Regions from separate parts of the Mus musculus genome. Here all the other regions are linked to region 5. A link is a contact called in public HiChIP or PLAC-seq and promoter capture Hi-C data. All regions are on one chromosome and are shown on one strand. Each heading gives the region's core, a stretch centred on a gene start, on an enhancer-like site or on the middle of the called end of the contact. The rest is flanking DNA. Distances are from core to core; before and after follow the strand shown.

Evidence for each region. Promoter capture Hi-C pulls out the DNA fragments that hold promoters and counts their contacts. HiChIP or PLAC-seq counts read pairs in DNA pulled down with a chosen protein or histone mark.
Region 1: a promoter capture Hi-C map of cranial neural crest shows a contact between it and region 5. The contact joins the promoter of Ptk7 here to the promoter of Mad2l1bp in region 5.
Region 2: an H3K4me3 HiChIP or PLAC-seq map of forebrain shows a contact between it and region 5, with 5 times the contacts expected there. The contact joins the enhancer-like site here to the promoter of Mad2l1bp in region 5. A contact is called at or near these places in 22 of 39 promoter capture datasets (the 3T3-L1 cell line, 3T3-L1-derived adipocytes, the C10 cell line and 14 more), 1 of 484 Hi-C or Micro-C datasets (the G1E-ER4 cell line), 23 of 115 datasets of contacts at active chromatin or transcription factors (the SCID.adh cell line, T-cell acute lymphoblastic leukemia, acute myeloid leukemia and 14 more) and 4 of 9 other capture datasets (adipose tissue, liver, macrophages and 1 more).
Region 3: an H3K27ac HiChIP or PLAC-seq map of embryonic stem cells shows a contact between it and region 5, with 5 times the contacts expected there. The contact joins the promoter of BE949265 here to the promoter of Mad2l1bp in region 5. A contact is called at or near these places in 25 of 39 promoter capture datasets (the 3T3-L1 cell line, 3T3-L1-derived adipocytes, the C10 cell line and 16 more), 5 of 15 datasets of contacts at CTCF or cohesin (the NIH/3T3 cell line, embryonic stem cells, hippocampal excitatory neurons and 2 more), 62 of 484 Hi-C or Micro-C datasets (the 63-12 cell line, B cells, CD4 T cells and 38 more), 53 of 115 datasets of contacts at active chromatin or transcription factors (the 230-238 cell line, DN3 thymocytes, the HPC-7 cell line and 39 more) and 4 of 9 other capture datasets (adipose tissue, liver, macrophages and 1 more).
Region 4: a promoter capture Hi-C map of the HPC-7 cell line shows a contact between it and region 5, with 3 times the contacts expected there. The contact joins the enhancer-like site here to the promoter of Mad2l1bp in region 5. A contact is called at or near these places in 16 of 39 promoter capture datasets (the 3T3-L1 cell line, 3T3-L1-derived adipocytes, the C10 cell line and 10 more), 18 of 115 datasets of contacts at active chromatin or transcription factors (the NIH/3T3 cell line, acute myeloid leukemia, bone marrow-derived macrophages and 12 more) and 1 of 9 other capture datasets (embryonic stem cells).
Region 6: a contact with region 5 is called in a promoter capture Hi-C map of the HPC-7 cell line. The contact joins the enhancer-like site here to the promoter of Mad2l1bp in region 5. A contact is called at or near these places in 12 of 39 promoter capture datasets (the 3T3-L1 cell line, 3T3-L1-derived adipocytes, the HPC-7 cell line and 5 more), 2 of 15 datasets of contacts at CTCF or cohesin (large pre-B cells and pro-B cells), 1 of 484 Hi-C or Micro-C datasets (the F1.1 cell line), 11 of 115 datasets of contacts at active chromatin or transcription factors (acute myeloid leukemia, embryonic stem cells, large pre-B cells and 4 more) and 2 of 9 other capture datasets (adipose tissue and macrophages).

The regions. Positions count from the first base shown.
Region 1 is chr17:46,627,550-46,630,942 of GRCm38.p6, reverse strand. It overlaps Ptk7 (PTK7 protein tyrosine kinase 7), which reads left to right and starts at 1,439. Exons shown (of 20, transcript NM_175168.4): 1 at 1,439-1,675. The coding sequence starts at 1,621. Klc4 (kinesin light chain 4) reads left to right here. Exons shown (of 16, transcript NM_001357130.1): 16 at 1-314.
Region 2 is chr17:45,752,564-45,756,125 of GRCm38.p6, reverse strand. The region is part of intron 2 of F630040K05Rik (RIKEN cDNA F630040K05 gene); the gene reads right to left. Among named protein-coding and RNA genes, the nearest start is that of F630040K05Rik, 20 kb to the right of the region's middle. Within about 2 kb of position 1,440, at least 51 of the 459 cell types and tissues checked have an H3K27ac peak or open chromatin away from gene starts, as enhancers often do. A contact at or near this core is called in forebrain and neural stem cells, where this site is marked.
Region 3 is chr17:45,729,068-45,732,773 of GRCm38.p6, reverse strand. BE949265 (cDNA sequence BE949265) reads right to left here and starts at 1,855. Exons shown (of 2, transcript NR_169044.1): 1 at 1,610-1,855; 2 at 556-1,191. It also overlaps a transcript of 1600014C23Rik not described here.
Region 4 is chr17:45,805,981-45,809,682 of GRCm38.p6, reverse strand. The region is part of intron 1 of Gm46607 (a long non-coding RNA gene); the gene reads right to left. Among named protein-coding and RNA genes, the nearest start is that of Gm46607, 19 kb to the right of the region's middle. Within about 2 kb of position 2,187, at least 56 of the 459 cell types and tissues checked have an H3K27ac peak or open chromatin away from gene starts, as enhancers often do. A contact at or near this core is called in the HPC-7 cell line, acute myeloid leukemia, bone marrow-derived macrophages and 2 more, where this site is marked.
Region 5 is chr17:46,151,698-46,155,100 of GRCm38.p6, reverse strand. It overlaps Mad2l1bp (MAD2L1 binding protein), which reads left to right and starts at 1,550. Exons shown (of 3, transcript NM_025649.3): 1 at 1,550-1,658; 2 at 2,060-2,322. The coding sequence starts at 1,604.
Region 6 is chr17:45,854,383-45,857,729 of GRCm38.p6, reverse strand. No RefSeq gene overlaps it. Among named protein-coding and RNA genes, the nearest start is that of 4930542M03Rik, 25 kb to the left of the region's middle. Within about 2 kb of position 1,984, at least 11 of the 459 cell types and tissues checked have an H3K27ac peak or open chromatin away from gene starts, as enhancers often do. A contact at or near this core is called in the HPC-7 cell line, where this site is marked.

The sequences.
Region 1 (3,393 bases), core at 190-2,689, 480 kb before region 5:
AATAGGATGGTGAAGAGGGAGCGGTGTATGTGGTAGATTGCTGCTTCTAGGGTCTAGGCTCCTTCCCTGGGAACCCCCCTTCGGAAGGGCCCTCAGGATAACATGATCTCTACTTTGGAGTCCTCTAGAGTAGCTGACTGAGGCTCCCAAGGTGGGAGAAAGTGGGTCTGCACCTCAGGGATGCGCCTGATGCTGGCTCTTCTGTCAGTTTGGGGCTGGCCAACTGGGCTGCCTTGCCCTGGTCTCTTTTACCCTCTGCTGCCTCACTACAGGTCCACATATTTCACTGTTTCTTTAATAAATGAACCAGGTAACATTTTGTGTTCGGAGTCTTCATTGAAGACGTTGTTCAGGACCCTTCCTAGAAGGATGAGGGCAGTGGTAGTGTGCAGGACTGTTGAATTCTTGGCTCAATGGTTCCCTCCGTGTTTGTACCCTCTTTAGCAGGGCCTGGAGGAAGACTTCTGGGGGATGGGGAATGAGGCACACAAGAAGAAGGTGCTGTGGACGGGGTTGTCAGGGACATGTGGTGGCCATGTGGCAGGACCCTGGAGTCCTGGCGCCACTTCTCCTGCCTGTGAGGCCCTCTGTGGCTTCCTTCCCCCCTCCCAGCTGCTTGGGGGAAGGGAGGTCTAAGCAGGCCTGGGGGGCCCTCCAGAGCCAGAAGGGGGACAAGGCGCTATCCATCCTCTCTTGCATATCCTGGAGGCCTGTCAGCAGCTGGGGCCCATCTTCTAAAGCTTGACTTCTTCTGACCCGCCTCCCACACCCCTTGCTGCTTTCACAACAAAGAAAGAATGTGGGGGTGGTGGCGCTGGGGGTGGAGGGTGCCTGGAACAAGGGCTGCGTTGGGCCTCCCCACAGCTGGAGATTTGGCCATGCCCTGACACAGCCCAGACTGCTTGGAGATGGACTTGGGATGTATGTCTGTTTAATAGCTCTCGCTGGGGGTTGGAGCCCAGGGTTTCTACCTTGGGTTCAGATTTGTCCAGTGTCACGCACGCCCCTCCCCCTCCCTGGCTACATCTGTTCCACCGGGCACCACAGCTGTGCCCTCCTTGTCTTCTGAGACATCCTGGCTATGTCCTCCTTGCCTTCTTCTGAGACACCCTGCTGGTCTGTCTCATGCAGCACTTTGGGTTGCTTAACTCCAGCAACTTGGAGAATTCTGGGCAAACTATTGCTCCAGATCTCCAGGTAGGTTCAGAGGGCCTAACGGAGTTCTGAGAGTCACTTTGGTTCTCTTGCGTCCCAGTGGATAGATTAGGCGGTGGGAACAACACCCAGGTCTCCGGCACTCCCCTAAGACGGCCACTGCTGCTCCCCCCCCCCCCCATCATTCCCCAGATCCTTCTTTCTATTGCCAGCTCCTCCCCTCGACGGCGGGGAAGGGGGCGTCAGGGGGCGGGGCGCCGTGCAGGCGGAGAGGAGGGGGCGTCGGGGGCGTGGCTTGGCTGCGGCGGCGGCGCGCTCGAGGGCTTGGATGTACGGGGCGCGCGCGGCTCCAGCTCCGGACGCCTCGGGCTCGGGCTGTAGCTGCTGCGGCGGCCCCCGCGCTCCGGTCCGCGCGCCCGCTCGCCGTGTGCCTTGAACCTCGCTGCTCGTCTGCAGCCCGCCAGGATGGGAGCCCGCCCGCTGACTCTGCTCAGAGCCCTGCTTCTGCCGCTGCTGGCCGGTGAGTCCCCCGAGAACCGGGAGGATCCGAGCTGTGCTTTGAGAAGCGCGGGAGTCCCGGGGGCTGGAAGGGCCCTGGAGAGGTGGGCTGGGCAGTTGGGGAGGTGGAGAGGCTCGCTAGGGGCTCGAGGATCCTGGGTTGGCGACGCCCCCTACGCGGTGGCGACACGGTGCACTGGGGCGCGGGGACGCGTTTGCTGTGAGTTCTCTCCGCCCGATCCGAGAGTTTGCTCGAGCGTTGCCCGGAGTCGCTGGCTCCCAAGCTCTGCTAAGATCTCCCTTTTGGAGAAGCAGTGCCCTCCCATCCCGTGAAAAGGTGCGGACGCGGACACCCAGGAATGCCCCGGGCCTTGGAGCCCAGATGAGGGGGATAGGCCTGGCTCCCGATCCCGTCCGAGCTGACATGGGGCGCGCCTGGCGCGGAGCTTTGTTACCTATGCCGGCCCGACGCGCCCGGGTCCCTCCCTGCAAGTTCCGGGGCAAAGCTGGAACCCCAGATGGCCCTGCGGGTGAGGGCAGGTTAGACTGAGAAGTGCCTAATCTTCTCCTCCAACTAGGCCTTGAGCCTACTCGGTGCCAGGGTCGTATCCCTGGAGCGGAGGGTCCCAGGCTGTAGTGGTGACTAATGAGTGAAGGCCGCTGCCAAAATCGGGCATGGCCGGCTTGCCAAGGTGCGGACGGGCTTTGCTTTGCTGTTTCCTGGATTTCCATCCTGTCCGTGTGTCCGTGTTCTCGGAGGAAAGGATTGTCTCTCTTCCTAAGGGCAGAAAGGCAAAGAGAGAGATAGAACGAGAGAGAGAGAGAGAGAGAGAGAGAGAGAGAGAGAGAGAGAGAGAGAGAGCGCCCAACTCTGGCTTTTCGTGAAGGGTCTCTCTACTTTGGTGAGGGTGTGGCCCCCCCGCCCCCCCCCCCCATCTCCAGGGCAAACAAGGGGCACCCTGTCCCGCAGACTTTTATTTCCTGGCTGATCACACCTGAGAGTCGGTCACAACTAAGGTGTTGTAAGTGACTTAACCGGAAATCGCCAAGCCACCCATATACCCAGTCTGCTGGTCCAAATGACTCCCTCCTTACCTTCCAAGACAAAACTACCAGTGGTGGTCTGCGGAAACAGCCCTCCTTGGGGAGACAGTCTGCGGGGGTGGGGGTGGGGGTGTCTTAGTCCTTAACCTAAAAAGAACTTACTTAGCCTTCTCTTTAATGAGTTCTAGCCGGGAGGGCAGGGGCAGGGAATTGTATACTGTCATCTTCCTGACCAGCTGTTGAGGGTTTAGGGACCAGAGAATGAAAGTCTTTCCCACCCCCAGTTATAAAGAGGTAGGCATAGCCTAAAAACCAACCCTGGGGTCTCTTAAGCTGGTGTTCCTAAGTTGTCCTGTGTTCCTTATGTGTGGGGTAGTCATTGCTCATGGCAAAGTCCTGCATCTGCTCCCAGAGGAAGTATGTAAGGTTTTGTTGTTGTTGTTGTTGTTGTTTTGTTTTTTAACACAGCCAGGATGAAGGCCCAACCATATGGGCAGGCAGCCCCAGCTCACAGGCCTCCTCGGCTGGCTGCTGGGTTTTGGTGTGTGTGGCTCTGCTAGATGTAGCTGTATTTGCTGCTGCGGTTTAGCTTTCTGAAGTCAAAGGCAAGTTCTGGTGGAGATGGCCCTTGCTCAACCACGCTACATTGCCAATTTCTTCTCTGAGGACTCTTGATGTTCGAGATGTGAACTCTAG
Region 2 (3,562 bases), core at 191-2,690, 400 kb after region 5:
AGCCAGAGTCCCTGCGTTGGTGGATCGGGGAGATCTTCAGTCCTTCCTGTAGCCCGGCACTTGCAGCTTCCTTGGAGCATCTCCCAACACAACCTTTATGTCCTATCTCAAAATCACCACCGCACCTCATCAGGGTCTCCCAGCCATGGGAGGACCACGAGCTTCAATCCACTGTAAGCAAAGGAGAAGCTGCATCCCAAGGACGGCCATTATTATTGGCATCTTTTGTGTGCCGAGCCAAATCCTCATTAGTTTGGGGCGGGGGAGGATCTGTCTGTCCGTCTGTCTGTCTGTCTGTCTGTCTGTCTGTTTGAAAGGGTCTCATTATATATCCCATATTGACCTGAAGCTTGAGTTCCTTTTCATACTACCTCCCGGGCATTACAGGCTGTGCCACCATACACAGACTGACGCTAGTCTTCAGCTGTGACTGCCCAGTCTGGTCTTCAAGGGGAATATTGATAACCCATTGCCACACATGACAAGGTGAGGCATCACGGCCCGTCCGGAGTCACCTTGAGAGCAGAGAAGCCAGAACTGGATCTGCCCACCTCCAGAATCTGAGATCTGTTCTTAATACAGTGTGATCCTTGGTGACTGATGTTAACATCCCTGGGGGACCTTTTCAACATGCAGAGCCAAAGAGCTTTCCCAAACCTCTCCTCTCCTCAATGCATTATAATCTCAAGAAACTATATCTGAAGCCAGGCATGGTGGTGCACGCCTTTAATCCCAGCACTCGGGAGGCAGAGGCAGGCAGATTTCTGAGTTCGAGGCCAGCCTGGTCTACAAAGTGAGTTCCAGGACAGCCAGGGCTACAGAGAAACCCTGTCTGGAAAAACCAAAAAATAAAACAAAACAAAACAAAACAAAAGAATCTATATCTGAGAAAGATGGGCTGTCCCAGGATCTCCAGAATTCCTCTTGCCTGGCACAATCCATCGCAGACAGAAGGAAAACAGAAAGGAACTCTTCAAATTGTACTGGTACCATACTTAACAATGCCTCTGTTTCTCCTGTCCCTAAAACCCCTCACACTCTCTCCTGGAACCTGAGACCTCAACAGACAGAGTTATGCAAAGGACAGCAGGAAACTGTCTTTAGTATGCTGGGAGTGGGGCCCTGCTACCCCAAGGCCCCTCTGTACCCACTGGGGTTACAGCTAACATGACAGCCTGAGTAGTGCTCAGAGCTCCCATAAACTGGGTGCACAAGACCAGACATAAGGGGTCTAGGAAAGTCTTTAGGACTGGCCCCTCCACCCATAACACAAGGGAGCCCTCTATTCACTGTGATATACTCCCCCAGGGAGACGATGGGAGAACCGCCCAGGCTCCCCAGCCTGCGGGTGCATCAGCCCCTGGTCTTCAGCAAGGCGTGGAGAGGGATCAGCACACATCACATCACGCTTGGCATGGCCCCCATTGGTGGGCAGCATGCCACTCTGCCAGTGAGCCTTCTCCCTGAAGAACAGTCGGCAGCAGGGGAGGGGCTACGAGGGAGATGAGCTCCTGGCAAGAGCGGAGATGCCCCCTGAGCAACTCACCCTACTGAGACCCTGCCTGGTCTTAGTGTAGCGAGAACCAGGCTGATGAACAGGACGAGAGAAAGGCACTAGAGCTTGGAGATGGGTCCAGCAACAGGAGGTAGGGACGTCAGTTTCCAGACAGAGACCCAAGGCTGAGGGAGATCAGCTCTGCTAAGTACCCTCGGGTGATCTGTGACTATTCCTAGTGATGCAGAGCCAGGGCCGGGGAAGGGCTGGTGGGGAGGAAGCTCTCAGCTCTGGATCAGCCCAGACCCCTCCCCAGAGGGTCATATGATGTGACTAAGGGTGGGACAGAAACCCACCATTACCCTGCATGCCCATCCAGGGTACAAACAGTGCTGGCCTGAAGGCCAGCCTCAAGCATATGCAGCACAGGGCTGCTTGCTACCCCAAATCTGCCCTGCCCTCTGTATCTCCAGCCTCCTCCTCATTATCCCATAGTTGGACCACTACCATCATGCTGAGCCCTCGTCTAAGTTCAAGCCCTTCCAGGCCCATCCCTACTCATCCCTGGAGCCTTCCTGGACGGTCCATAACCCCCTGTGCCTCATCTCCAGCGTCCTAACATTAATTTTGGGGTGGACAGAAGAGTCCTGGTGGCATTCTGAGTCCTCCCAAATCCCAGGTACCTCCTTATGCCAGGCCTAGGGCAGGGCCTTGGCCATACAGATACAGCCCATGGCCCATGCAAGTAGGAAGCTTCTGAACGGACCAAACAGATGGTATCACAGTTGTCACTTAAATGTTTGACTTTACCTGACAGTTGTGTGTGTGTACATGTGTGAGTGTGTATGTGTGTGAGAGTGTGTGTGAGCACGCGTGAGTGTGTGTGAGAGTGTTTATATGTATGTGTGAGTGTGTGTGAGTATATGTGTGTGTGTGAGTGTATGTGTGTATGAGTATGTGAGTGGGTGTGAGTGTGTGTACATGTATGAGTAAGTGGGTGTGAGTGTATTTAAGTATGTGTGAGAGTGAGTGAGTATGTGTGTGTGAGTGTGTACATGTGTGAGTGAGTGAGTGTGCGAATGTGTGTGTGTACATGTATGAGTAAGTGTGTGTGGGTGTGTGTATCTGTGAGGGTGAGTGTGTGAGTATTTGTGTGTATGTGTGTGTTCATGTGTGTTTGTGTGTGTGTGTGAGAGAGAGAGAGAGAGAGAGAGAGAGAGAGAGAGAGAGAGAGAAAGAGAGAGAGCCCAGCTAGGCAGGAGGTCAGCTTCAATATAAGGTCCAACCTCAGGTAATCCAAGTTCCTGGTGAGTTTCCCAGAACCCACTTGGGGTTCTCCTTCCCAGCACATTACAGTTTGTAATGGTTTTTATTTGTGCAAATTGCTTGATGCCAGTCTTCCCTGAGCACCTGGCACACTTGCTGAGTGGGTAAAGACTCTAACAGCAGCGTAGCGTTCTGCCATGTCCCGTCCCTGGTACAGCATTCGCAGGTGCTCCTTGCCCAGACCTGGCCGGATCTGCCCATCTTGCCAGAACTGCAGATCAATCCCAGAGAAATTTCATCACAGTTAACCAGGAAGGTCTTTTCTCGAGGAGGGGAGGGCCTCCAGCCTCAAACAGTGCTTTCTGTTCATTGTCTACATCTGGCCAGACCTCCCGAGGGCAGAGGTCACATCTGCGTCTCAGGACTGTCCCCAACACACCCCGCTGTAGTCCGCCAGCTGTGACTCACACAGCTCCTGAGCTCTTCCTCTTTGGCCAGAGACCCACATCACTAACCACAGTAATGTAAGCTGCAGTAACCACACTTACGCGCAGAGTTTCTCCACACCAGGCCAGGGCAATGACCTTATATCGGGGGTCAGCAAGGACAGTCCTACCCGGAGGTAGAGGCATAGCCCAGATGGGCTTCCTCAGGCCTAGCGTCTAGACTTTTTCTCTCAACCGTTTGCAGTCTCTCCACTTCCCCACCAAGCAGCCTAGCAGGGACTTGATGCCCTGCTTGCACATTCATGAAGCGAAGACAAAGAGCGTTCTCTCTCTCTCTCTCTCTCTCTCTCTCTCT
Region 3 (3,706 bases), core at 606-3,105, 420 kb after region 5:
TAGGATAAGAACCAGCTTTGTCCAGGTCATGCCGGTTCCACCCCACCCACCAGCCCCCACTCCCTATCCCAAGACGCAACCCGGCTCCCCCTTCCCACCTGTGGCCTGAGGTTTCTCCCTCCCTCGGCTGGGACAGAAAAGGTGGGCCATCCTGAGTGGTGGCCATCCTGAGAGGGGCTAAGCTGCCCCTCCCCCCCCCACGCCTGCAGCAATCAGGTTGTCACAAAGACACGTATGCTCCGTACAGGCATGCTGGGAGAGAGCTCCAAAACACCTATGCATTTTCTCATTTTGTATCTCATCAAACCTTTGTCCAATTAGCATGAGTACATGTCACCAAAGGGGGGCAATACAAGAATATGTAAAAATGCTTACTTACATTTTGGGGCATGGTTATGCACATCTTTGATCCTAACACTCGGAAGGCAGAGGCGTCAGATCTCTGAGTTTGAGGTCAGCCTGATCTACAGAGTGAGTTCCAGGACAGCCAGGTCTACACAGAGAAACCCTGTCTCAAAAAACAAACGAACAAAATCTTAAGTCACAAGTATGTATATACGCAGCTTTGTTTGTTTTTTTTTTTTTAATTGCTAGAACACAAAATCAAAAACACCTTGAGAAGTCGCTGGTCTAAACATGAAGTGGTGTTATATGGGGGTGGCTTGTCCAGTCCATCTTAGTATCTGTCCTGGAAAGGAGCAGGTGTCAGGGACAGAATGGAGACGAAACAAGTCCACCTGTAGACACTTCACAGATGAAGGGAACAGAAGCGTGGAGTGGGAGATTGCTCAGAGGAAGACATGGACAGGGAATGGCTCCCACTCACCCTGTGTCTACAACCTGCCTATGTATGACACCAGGCACCCCCAAGACCCCTCTTCCATCTACTGGGCTCATTTTGGATATCATCAACCATACTACTCCTAACCTTACAGGAAGCCTGCCTCAGCTTGACATCCTAGAATATTCCAGAAATCCATCTGTTGTGAGAAAAAGAATCTGGCTTCAGAGGACCCTGTCTTCCTCTAAGTGGGTAAGAGGTGCGAGCACTGGTTTTCTCATTGTAGCATGGGACTTGCTAGTCATGCCTATTGCACGGGGCTGCTGTGGATACTGGCTGGTCTGCTGTCTTCACAGGATCTGGCTTGCAGGGATTGGGGTGGGTCGTCTTGCCTCTGTGTGCAGCAGAATCTGTATACATCCCGAGACAGAGGAGAATGCAAACTGTTGAACATAAAATCTGAAGCGAGCCTCTTACCCAGGTCATCCGGGTCCCAGGAAGGTGTGTCACTTCAGACCCCTTCCCGCAGCAACTACCTGCCCCACCTAAGCAACTGTGGGGCAACCAACTCTCCAGAGGGGGGTTTGCAACCTGGAGGCCTAGCCTCACTTCAAGTATGAGCTGAGGCTGACACCTAGTGGTCATTTCTGTAACTGCGGGGCCCTTAGGCAAATCAGGTCAGCTTCTGCAGAGCCGCTCTGCCTGGCTCCAAAACACCAGCTGCTTTGGATAGGGGCATGATCTAGAAGCTTCTGCACTCCTGTCCCTGCTGTTATAGCCCCCACCCCAGACAGAAGCAGAAATAGTTATCCCTCCCCCCATGCTTACCTCTCCCTCTCGTCGGTATCACAAAGGGGAATGCAAGGCACAAAGAGGTGACCCGCTCCTCTCTGCCACATAGCTCCACACACAGATGAGATGAGAAGAGATGATACTCAACAAACAGGACAGCAGACAAGAAGTCTCCAGGGGACAGAGGAGAGCAAGAGGAAATGACCTGGCCTGGGCTTAGAAACTTCAAGTCCCAGCTTGTTGGGTGAGCTGCGTCCAGAGCCTGCCATTCACTGAGCCTCGGACTCTTTAACTGTGCCACAGGCCGAGTCTCAAGTTGGCTGACTGTGGCCATCCCCTGGGCAGGGTTTCTGGCCAGCCATGCTTGCCCAGTCCTGAGCAATAGGGAAATGAAAACCAGGCAGAGTAGGGCTAAGGCAGGCTTACCTTTCGAACTCTTTCTCAATGGTTCTTGGTAGAACCATCCTCAGAGCACTGGACTTCAGATTCCAGTGCCCTCAGAGTAACTCCCTGTCCCTAGGCTTCTCCAGAGAAACCACTTAACCTTTTGGCCTGGACCCATAGTGGTCTCCTCTCCTCCAGCCCCCCACCCCCTGGAGGACACCAGACAGCTCTTTCTAGGTGCCATAGCAGGCTTGGGCCTCCTTAGTCTCTGACCCCAGACCTGGCCCCTGGGGTCGGGGGGGGGGGGGTGGAGAGGCCACAAGGAGCTTAACCCCAACAGGATGAAGGCGCCATAATTAGGGTCAGGCGGTTGGCTGAGCCTGCGGAAATCTCCAGCTTAGTATGGATGGGGGCTCAACCTGAAGGGGGGTAAGAGCAGAAGTGAAGGGCCAGAAGAGGCCAGGCATGCAGAGATCCAAGGGCTTAGGCCCCAGCCATCCCCTGAACAAGCCGACTAGGGACAACTGAACACAGACCCCTTACTCTCCAAAGTGTCAACCCCGTGGAAGAAGGATGACCCAGACGATCCCGCCCCCGTCCCAGAGGTCCTGATTCTCCCTCAGGCTGGGATGCACCAGTATCAGCCCCTACCAGTGCCTTTGGCAGGGGGAGAGCCATGTGGGAAAGGCTGGCCCCTGCAATCCCAGGGCAGTCCAGGCCGGCCCTGTTTGTAATCTTAGCAAGGCATCACTTTCCACTGTGGAATGTAACACCCAGGAGATGAAGCAGGGCAGAGGAGGGCAAGCACATTCAAGGGGTTGCTCCTTAGCTCTGCAACTGAAGGAAAAAGGAGCCCTTTCTTCCCCATTCATTTCTGAGTCTGTGATGGGGGGGGGGGGATACAACCCAGGCTAAAGTCTCAGGCTGGCTTGGTCAGGTGTCCCCAGGACATCCCCATCTGGAACTGTCACACAGACAGCCAGGCTGTATCATCACCCACTAGAGGAGACAGGTCTAACATGGAAGTGTCTCAGGTCATGTGCAGGAGAACCCCCACATGAGGCTAGAATGAGAGGCTGAGGGGAGCCGAGAAAGCAGACCTCCCACCCTTCCTCTGGCCTGAAATCCACACAGCTGCACGTGCAGACAGACACACACACAGAGGCACGTGCACTCACTCCAGCGCATGAGTCCCTGCACGTCCCAGGAGCTACAAGTCCCAGCCCCTTCACTCCCCTCTGATAACTTCGAAGTTTCCGGCAGGGCAGACACGTCGCCTGCAGGCTGGCTATGCCAGACATGTGCCAGGCCAGCTGCCAGGGCCCAGTGCTCTGGACTTTCTGGGCCAGAACTCTGCCCCACGAGTTCTACCCTGCTCAGTCTCAGGAATGGGTGTCTCAGAGATCTCCACTGCAGGGACACTGGGAACACAGAAAGATAGAGGGAAACAGAAGCTCTGAAAGGCCAGCGCGGCTGGGACAGAGGTTGTGGGGAGCCAGAAAAAATGGAGGTCTGCGTCAGCTTGTGCTTGGGGCTAGGAAAGTGTGCAGAAGACCTAGACAAAAGATATCGGGGCTCCCCAAAGGGGCAGAGGGCGTGAGGCTGTGTGAGTTCAAATCTCTGCACTGCTACTTCAGGGCTGGGCGCCTTGAGATGAGTTGGGTTGGTAGGGGGGTGCTCACTGAGCCAACACACACACATGCACACATGTATGCACACATACACACACATACTCAGTGCCATTTGCAA
Region 4 (3,702 bases), core at 938-3,437, 350 kb after region 5:
TAGGGTACCATGCAAATCACCACGGACTCGATGGCTTCAAACATCAAAAAAAAAAAAAAAAATATCCTCCTACAGTCAAGGAGGTCAGAAGTCCAACGTCAAGGCCTACACAGGGTTAATGCTCCGAACACCCAAAGGCTAAGGGAAGCTTGCTCCATACCGTCTCCTCGCTCCTAGTGGGCTGCTGGCAGGCCCTGGCTTGTGGTCACATCACCCCCGAGTTTGCCTCTTTGCATGACTTCTCTCTGTGTGCAGCTCTGTGCTTCTGCATCTCTAAGTCTCTCTTCTCCTTCTAAGTACACCAGCCATTGTCCAGTAAGATGTCCTTTTAACTTGATTGCAGTCTCCGAAGAACCTGTTTCCATATAAAGTCACATTCCCAGGCACTGGGAATACGGGTCCTAATAAACACACACCAGTATTATAGCCGTAGGTGTGTAAATGTGCATGTCTGAGTGGGTGTGGATGGTGTGTGGGTGTGGATGGTGTGGATGTGTGTGAGTGTGTACAGACAAGCCTAGGGAGGTGCTGTTGCTAGTGTGACTGCCTGTGGTAGTGACAGTGCACGTGTGTGTGCGTGTATGTGTGTGTGTGTGTGTGTGTACAGACAAGCCTAGGGAGGTGCTGTTGCTAGTGTGACTGCCTGTGGTAGTGACAGTGCACGTGTGTGTGCGTGTATGTGTGTGTGTGTGTGTGTGTGTGTGTGTGTGTGTGTGGGCGCGCGCGCATGTGCTTAGGAGCACGTGCATATGTGTGCTCCTGGAACCACAGCTTGGAGAGCCTGCTGGGCAGGCTAGGTGGTAGCAGCAGGCTGGAGATGGGCTTGGGCTAAGGAGGCAAGGGCCCTGCCTTGTGAACCTAGAGGCTAGCTGGTAGAACAAGGAGGAGGGTGTATTGAGCCAAGATGCAGGTGCAGGCAGGCAGGTAGGCAGGTGGTTCCCACAGCAGTGGCGATTCCCAGATTCCCTTCCAGGAATGTTCCTAGAAAACCCCTCCACCCAGCTTCCCACCCCTACTGCCTCATTTACCTGGTCAGGGAGGTGCTAGGTGACTCATCCCCTCCCAGGACAAGAAGCCAGCTCTTGGCTACTTGTTAGAGAGCCACTCAGGGGTGGGGCAGGTAGACAACCCTTCCTGGGCCCCACCCCCAAGCCAATCAGGGCAGCATCTGGCCACGCCCCCACATCCCTCACCTGTGCCCTTCATCTAAACGGGGTTGGATGCCAGGAATCAAGAAAAGACTAGGGCAGGCAGCCTCACCTCCTCCCAAGGCAAACTCACCTCCACAAACCCGAGTAATGGGATACCAAAGGGTCCCCCATCATTACATCAATGTGGGGCCAGCCCTGAACCAAGACCCCAACTCTCCAACCAAGTTCTGTTTTTTTTTTTTTTTCCCATCTCCTTGTATTATTCAAACTCAACCACTCCAGGTTCCCAAGTAATCTAAGATCACACACATTCGTTGGATTTATTTTTAATTCTCTCTGACAATCATATCTTCCGCCCCCACCCCAACCCAAACAGGAGCATCAATGGTCTGCCTCTCCCTCCCTCAACCCTGACTCCTCTACAGGTCCTGATTCTGGCACTGCTATGTGATGGGCTTGCTGCCTGAGTACATGGATCCCCCACTGCAGCAGGACGGATGGATTGTGAACAGCTTGTACTTGTGGGCATGCCTAGGTCTGGGTGTGGGAGCCTACGGGGACTTCCTGAGGAGCATGCCGAGGCATCTGAAGGTGTCCCCCTTTTCTGTCTCTTCTCCTAGACTTGCCATTATCAGTTCTCAGATTGTTGGGCCCCAGGAGGAACCACTTACAAGTGGGGTCAGGGACACCCAAGTCTCCAGCCCTGCCCAAGCTCCGCTGCCAGCACCCTCGAGACAGCTTTGCCCCACCCAGGCCACAGAATGGGGTGACAGGAGGAGGCAGCCAGGCGGCTTCCAGCTTCCTAGATGGGAGCTCATTACCGCAGCACTCAGTAGGTTGTGGGAGGGGGTGTGCAGCCAGGACTTGGCACTGACTACAAAGGGTGGGGGGCACCCCCAGCACTCCTGCTGCTGGCAGCAGAGGCTGGAGGAGGGGCTGTGACGTTTGGTGGCCTCATGTGGCTGGGAGGAAGTAGCTAATTGCTGACCTGATGACTGGGCGGCCTGAGGAGTGGGGTGATGATACCACGGGCGGGCGGGCGGGCGGGCGGGTGGCGGCAAGCACTCAGCCTAAGGAGGAGGCCTTCAGCAATAGGGTGGGTGCACCCTGCAGAGGGCAAGCCTGGGGTGGCTATAGTTAACAAGGGAGTGGGGGGGTTGCTGAGGCTGTGACCGTGGGAAAGGGCTTTCCAGGGCCTTCCCTCGGCTTCCAGGAAGAGTTCAGATGCCCTGAGGCATGAGGGGCCTTAGGAGGGGTGCAGGAGCAAGGGATACACCACAGTTCCTATCTCTGCTCCCCTGACTTGCTCACCCCACCCCCACCTCATCCCTGCAGCCTTGGATTCCTGTTTGGCTCCTTGAGTGGTCCGGGTTGATGAAGATTTCAGCTGCCCTGGGTGCAGAGCATACTAGAGGCAAGGAGACCACAGACAGGAGCAAAGGCCTTGGGAATGGCTGAGGCTGACAGAAGGCTGGCAATCTGTTGAGATGCTCATGGGCAGCCAGGAGACCAGCAGGACCACTGCACCAAGGCACACTTGACTGGCATGAAGCTTGGGTACCCAGATCTCAGAGCTCCCCCAAACCTCACTCTCTCCACAACCTAATTGGGAACAGGTAGACGCGGCCTTCAAGAGCCCTGGCCAGGACCAGGGACAGATTAGAAGGCTTAGAGGATGTGGACGCTCTTCTCCAAACTCCCAGGCTCAGCATTCCAGAGCACCTCCACGCTGGATTCCTAGAAGGAGGACCCATCTGGAAGGCAATCCTCCAGGCCCCTGGCTCCTCCTGTGGTCAGGAACACTCACTAGTACAGGCAGGGATCACCAGCGCTGCTCTGGGAGAGACGAGGCCTCCAGCAATCCACAGAGCCTGCTCCAGGGACAATCAGGCATGGTTAGAAACAGATGCTAACCCTGAAACTCTCTAAAACGCCTGGTAAAAATCAACCCCTGACCTCAGGAAGTTCCCAGTCTGGTGGGAAAGATACACCACTCTCAGCTCTGCTCTGATGGACCAAAGCTTGCTTCTCAGTCTAAGGGGCAGAGACTCCTGCCCTCAGGGAACTACGAATATCCTGGATTCCAAAAACATGTTTTTTGGGCACAGGGAAAGTATCTGGATTGCCTGCTAGAGGGGGTGGAAGATATCCAGTTAAGCTGAAGAGAAGGCAACAAATATCCTAGCATAAGTATATCCCATACAGCATTTGAGATATACTTATACTTAGCTTCATTCTATGTAACTGGATAGCCTGTGTTATTTGCCAAATAACAAGCAAGTGTCCAGCTTGAGAGAGACAGACAAACACAGCTCCTCATGACTACTGTATATGTGTGTGTGTGCGTGCAAGTTTGTGTGTGCTTGTGTGTGTGTGTGTGTGTGTGTGTGTGTGTGTGTGTGTGTGTGTGTGTTGGGGGAAGCGTGGTTCCTGGGGCTCAGCTGTAGCAGTTTAAAATTCCTTCCAGGCCAGATCCCTAATCCTCCCGCACAATGCTGGCCTTCTCCCCCGCCGCCCACGCCCTCCCCGGAGGGGCCATGGCAGTGCCACC
Region 5 (3,403 bases), core at 301-2,800:
TAAAATTGTATGTATGTTGAAAAAAAAATTTTAGGAATCCATTTGCGTGTTTGTTAGTCACTTGGGGTAGGCTGGGGTTTCATTTTTTGTAATGCTGGGAATCAAGCTCAGGATTCATGTACTCTATAAACTGATCCCGTGTCTCCAGTCATGTCAATAGCCAAGTTTAAAATGAACTTCTTTGCCCTGCAGTGGTGGCGCTCGCCTTTAATCTCAGCATTTGGGAGGCAGAGACAGGCATATTTCTGAGTTCGAGGCCAGCCTGGTCTACAGAATGAGTTCTGGACAGCCAGGGCTACACAGAGAAACCCTGTCTTGAAAAACAACAGCAACAACAAAGAACTTATTTATTATCGTTACATGTTTGACCTTATAAACCCCCCCCCTTTTTTTTTTTTGACACAGGGACTCTCAGTATAGCCCTGGATATCCTGGAATTCACTCTGTAGACCAGGCTGGCCTCAAACTCTAGATCTACCTGCCTCTGCCTCCCCAGTGCTGGGATTAAAGCTGATATGACCATACCCAGCCATAACATGTTAATGTACTCGCGTCACTTCCCCATTTGTGTTTGTGAGTGAGCCTGTTACATAGTGGTGTAGAGGGACTCTAGTCTCTCCTTTCACTTTGTGGGTCCTGTTTGAACTCAGGTCATCGAGCTTGGCAGCAAGCTTCCTTATGTCTGTGGCATCTCCCAGGATTCCTTCCTGCCCTACTTTGAAAAAGCTTATTCATCCCCCTATGTGAGATCAAGTTCAAACTTCACTTGGGAATTCCTGTCATGACCTTGATGCCGTTTATCTATTACCACCTTAACAATTCAGGTAGGCCTGGAACTCAGGAACTCTGCCTCCTGAGTGCTGGGATTAAAGGCGTGCACCGCCACTGTCCTGCTAAAAACCTTAACTCTTTATAGTATTATAAGGGTCTATGACGGGCGTGGTGGTGCACGCCTTTAATCCCAGCATTTGGGAGGCAGAGGCAGGTGGATTTCTGAGTTCGAGGCCATCCTGGTCTACAAAGTGAGTTCCAGGACAGCCAGGACTATACAGAGAAACCCTGTCTGGAAAAACCAAAAGAAAAAAAAAAAAGGGTCTATGATTTGCTCAAGAAAGATAACCCAGACTCAAACAGTATGTAAACACAAAGAGTGTTTTATTCTGCAGAAGTCCAACATGCTGGAGTCTCCCATTACCAAGATAGAGAGACCCCGAAGTGAGTTCAAAGGCTGGATTTAAAGCACTATTAAGCGAATTCCAGGGAGGGGTAGGTGAACTTCTAGTTTACTTAATCTTGGCTCTATCTCTAAGGACATTCCAGAATGGGGGGTTGGGGGCGGGGTGGGTGCTGGAAACTATTGCTGAGAAAAAAAAAAAAAAAAAATGAAGGCATCCCCAGCCCCAGGGGACGACTGGGTCGCCTAAGTGGGAGGGGCCAAGAGCTCCCCGGCTTGGGTGTGGTTCAAGTCATCTCCAACCTCCACCATTCAGCGGCTGCGCTGAGTCCCTTCTGGCTGGTAAGAGCCGGAAGTGGAGCTTAAGCTTCCCATGATTCTTTGCGGGGCGTCTATTTTAACCGCAGGACGACTAGGCTGGCAGTCGCGATGGCTGCGTCCGGTGAGGAGGATATGTCCGAACTGTCCCCTGCTGCTGCCCCAAGTAAGGCGTGGGATCCATAACTTGGGGACTCGTTTCTTCCCTGCTGCTACCTCCCCAGATGCATTTAGTGGCTGACGTTTCCTCCGTCGTTCCTTTCTGTCCTTGTTCCTGGTGTCCCAGTCCGCCCTATCTCTGCAAGTCACTCCCTCGCCCTTAAGTGGAATTGTTTTTCCTGCCCTGTCCCCTTGGGTGTTCTGCCCCTGATATTTCATACCGAAACATTAGTCTCAGTCTTCTAAAGCCCCCTTTCCTGTCCCTGATGTCACTTAAATCGTCCCCGGCCAGTATCAGGTTTCCTGTCACCTATGGGAGTGTCTGCTGATGGAGCCTCTGGGAACGCTAAGACTAACGCTGACTTTGACAACCCCTCCCCTTTCTTTACCTTTTCACTTATGGACTAGATTTGGATTGGTATGAGAAGCCGGAAGAAACTCATGCTCCTGAAGTAGATCTTGAGACTGTCATCCCGCCAGCCCAGGAACCTTCCAATCCTGCGGAGCCCTTTTGCCCAAGAGACCTGGTGCCGGTGGTGTTTCCCGGGCCTGTGAGCCAGGAAGACTGCTGCCAGTTTACTTGTGAACTTCTCAAGCATATCCTGTACCAGCGCCATCAGCTCCCTCTGCCCTATGAACAGCTGAAGCACTTCTACCGGAAAGTTCCCCAGGTATGTGCAGGCTTTCTGAGAAAATTGGTGGGAAGACTTTGTGGCTCATAGATGATGGGGAAGTAGAAAAGTGACCTAAGATGTCTTCAGCCTCCCTGCAAGTCTAGGCTTTTGCAGAGCCTTCCTTGCCTCATTTTCTCTGCACTTGGGTCTCTCCCTTTTTTCTCTTGTTCTTTTTCTGAGACTCTTCCTATTACCGGTTGTATGAGGATATTATTAGTTCTTTTTGGAGCTGTACTGATGGTTGTGAGCCATCATGTGATTCCTGGGAATCAAACTCAGGACATTTTCTGCCCGCTCCGGCCCTGCTCACTCTGGCACAAGGGTTTGTTTGTTTGTTTATGGTTTTCTTTGAGACAGGGTTTCTCTGTATAGCCCTGGCTGTCCTAGAACTCACTTTGTACACCAGGCTGGCCTTGAACTCAGAAATCCGCCTGCCTCTGCCTCCCAAGTGCTGGGATTAAAGGCGTGTGCTTATTTATTATATGTAGGTACACTGTAGCTGTCTTCAGACACTCCAGAAGAGGGAGTCAGATCTCATTAGGGATGGTTGTGAGCCACCATGTGGTTGCTGAGATTTGAACTCAGGACCTTTGGAAGAGCAGCAGTTAGTGCTCTTAACTGCTGAGCCATCTCTCCAGCACATGAGTTTGATCTTCTTTAATTAATTTTTTTTTTTCGAGACAGGGTTTCCCTGTATAGCCCTGGCTGTCGTGGAACTCACTTTGTAGACCAGGCTGGCCTCGAACTCAGAAATCTGCCTGCCTCTGCCTCCGCCTCCCAAGTGCTGGGATTAAAGGCGTGTGCCACCACTGCCCAGCTAACTTTTTTTTTTCCAAAACAAGATTTCACTATGTAGTTTAGGCTGGTCTCTGAGACCTGGCTACCTCAACTTCCCCTAGGGACTTATGGCGCTGCAGGTGTGCTATACCACTTCTGGCCTTTCCTTAGTCTTCATGGTCTCCATCTGCCTCTCTCTGTCTCTTGTCTGTCTGTCTTTCTGTCTCTCTCCCCCCTTTCCTTCCCCCACCCCCACCCCCATCCCAATCCATGCCTCCCTCTCTCTCCGCCTCCCCTCCCC
Region 6 (3,347 bases), core at 735-3,234, 300 kb after region 5:
GGTTGTCTTTGATGTCTCCACACACATGTACACATGTATACATGTACGCACCTTACACACACATTCACACTTGCACACAATGCACCTATATACTCATGCACCTGTGTTTGCATGCACATGCACACAGATATGCATGTGTACACATGTACACCTGTTCCTATACCTGCCTATACAGATGCACTTGTATACACATGAATACCCCTAGACACACACACACAGAGATGCTCTGACAATTACCCTCCAGTGCATTCCCCATTTATTCTCCTCCTCAGCGTCTCTCTAGTCTACAGCATGCACTGTGCCAGCAATCTCAGTTGTGTAGTCTAATATGTACCAAAAGGATTAGCCCAAGCCAGGTAAAACCTGTGGAAGATAGTGTCTTTATGCTGCTTGCTTTCCCCGTGGCCGAGGCCAAATACCTGACAAGAAGGAAGAGCTTATTCAGGTTCATGGTCTGAGGAGACCATGAGGCAGGGAAAGCGTGGCAGTAGGGGCCTGAGGTGTGTGTGTGATCACACTGTGTTCATAGTTGGGAGAGAGAGAGAGAGAGAGAGAGAGAGAGAGAGAGAGAGAGAGAGAGAGAGAGAGAGAGAGAGAGAGAATGCTGGCGGTCAGCTGCAATGCCAGCTCCTGGGCCAGTGCCACCCATACTCAGGGGGCATTTTCCCTTCTCAGATGAACCTCTCTCAAACACACACACACAAAGTGTGTCACCTAGACAATTCCAAATCCAGTCAAACTGCCAAGGAAGACGAACCATCTGCGGAAGGCATTCGATGACAAAGACATAGGCAATCAGAGTAGAACCTAAAGCCTGTAAGTAAAACAAGCTGGGATATTGGGGACAGAGACAGTCAGTAACACAGTGACGTTCTTAGGGGATAACTGCCAGTCAGTAGTGGAAAATTCAACTGGATCAATTTCTGCCTAAGGAGATTGGTGAGGGGTGGGAGAGAAGGCTCTGAGGGTGAGATGCTTGCTTTCTAAGTGTGATACCTGAATTTGTCTACTCAGCACACATATCAAAAACTGACATGGCTGCATGTGCCTGTAATCCCAGGACCAGGGAGCAGAGTCAGGCAGACCTCAAGAGGCAGCCTACCTAGAACAGTGAGGTTCTGTGAGAAAGCCTGTATTGATGTGTAAAGTGACTGAGAAAGACAGCAATGTCATGTTCTGCATGAGCCTGACTCCATGTGTCCACCTGTACACACACACACACACACACACACACACACACACACACACACACAAAGAAATAAATAGATAAGATTGGTTATTATATACATACTTTTAACCAGGACTTTCACCAGGGAGCTAACAAGATAACAAAGAAATTTTGGTCATGACTTAGGTAGTAAAAGTGGCTTTAAAAGCCCCCCCCCCCCCGCACACACACACACACACACACACACACCAGTATTACACTCACATTAGGAGAGGTCAGCCCACTGTCCATGGAGCAGAACGACTCTTCTGGCAGAACTCAGGCTTACCAAAGTGGAACTTAGTGCAGGGCTCCTCTCTGAGCAAAGACTCCAAAAAATGCTGGGTTTTCCAAGCTAAAGGTGAGCCAGAAAAAACCGTTTTGTTTAACCCCTAAAACAGAAGAAAAGAGATCATGTTTCATGGGTACTTAGGGCCCAGATGTGGATCTCCTCTGACAGAAGTTGAAAACATTGGAAGTAGCGAGTTATTTCTCTGAATGTATAAATGCAACATCCAACTCACCGTAAAAATAGTCACACATCGGAGTCAGGTAACATTATATTGAAAACATCAGAAAGAGAGGGTAATAGAACTGCAGAGGCCCCATCAGAGTTACCGGCAAAGAGCTGAGAGACTATGCTTGCTCTGTTTAAGGATATTGCTGTAGCTACTGTTGCTACAAAACAGATGGCCCCCAAACACAGCAAGGTAAAAACAGCAATTTTGTCGTCTTGTGACTTTATGAAGCAGAAGTCCGGGGACAGCTCGACAGGGAAGTTGTCATTTCAGTGTGGCTGGCTGCTGCCTGGAGCGGCTCTCTGTGACCTCTCTGGGATGGCAATCTCTGAGCTAGCTGTCTTCCATGGCTGGTGGCTTCCCTAGGACAGAAAGACTCCTAAGAAAGCTGAGTTAGAGATGCAGAGCCTGCTCTGAGTCTGTTTAGACAGCATAGGGCTTCGTTTGTGCTACATCCTCTTGAGCACAGGAAGTAATCGAGGCCAGACCAGATTCAAGGGGAGCAATTAGAGACTTCCTACCTCTTGGTCAGAGCAGTATGAAAACCTTGAGGCCCAACTTCAAAGCTTTTATTGAGATAAAAGAAATAAGCTTCCACTGTTAAAAGAAAATTCCAGTAAAGTGGCTGGGGAGATCCTCGGCGGAGAAAACATTGGCTGCACAAATCTGAGAACTGGAGTTCGGAGCCCCAAAACTCACATAAGTGCCAGGTGAGTGTAGTGGTCCATCTGCAATTCAAGAACTTGGGAAACAGAGACAGAGGTTTCCACAAAGCAAGCTAGCTAGATGACCCTTATGAGTGAGCTCAGAGGTCTGCAAGAGACCCTACCTCAATATGGTAGATGGAGAGTGACCAAGAAAGATTTCTGATGTCAACTTCTGGTGTGCGCACACACGCGTGCACACTCCTGCATGTGCACACACATGCACGCATGCACACACACATACGTACACTCACATGTGCACACACATATACACACAGGCACACACACAGAGAACATGCATATACACTAACCCCCCTGACATATATATGAAAAACATAAATTAATAAAGAAAATCCCAACAGAGGTTTGGTATGGGTGTGTGTGTGTGTGTGTGTGTATGTATGTGTGTATATATATATGTGTGTGTGTGTGTATACACACACATGTATATACATATTTATATATGTCATATACACACATATATGTATATATGTCATATATGCATATATTAAACCAAATTCTATGTATGAAGACCTGATCCGCATCTTTCTTTAGCACCCACTTCTGTTACTGTCTCTTGTGGAGAAGCCCCGGGGAAAGGGAAGGTTTTAGGGAAGAGAGAAACTGCCACTCAAATGACTCCCCTTCTACTCTATGCTGTGTGACATAGTTTTATTGTTCGTTGAGAATGAGTAGAACCCCACTGTGTGTACGCCCCATTTTCTTCCTCCATTCATCTGCTCGTGAGCACCTAGACCGGGTCCATACCTTGGCTTCTGTGAATGGCGCCACAGTAATTGGAGTTGTGTGGGCAGCACGGCTGCGTGCTACCTATTGTTCCACCGAGCGTGTGCTCAGGAGCGGGGCCGTGGCTACATCATAGGGTTGTTCTATCTTTGGTTCTTTGACGGCTCGGCT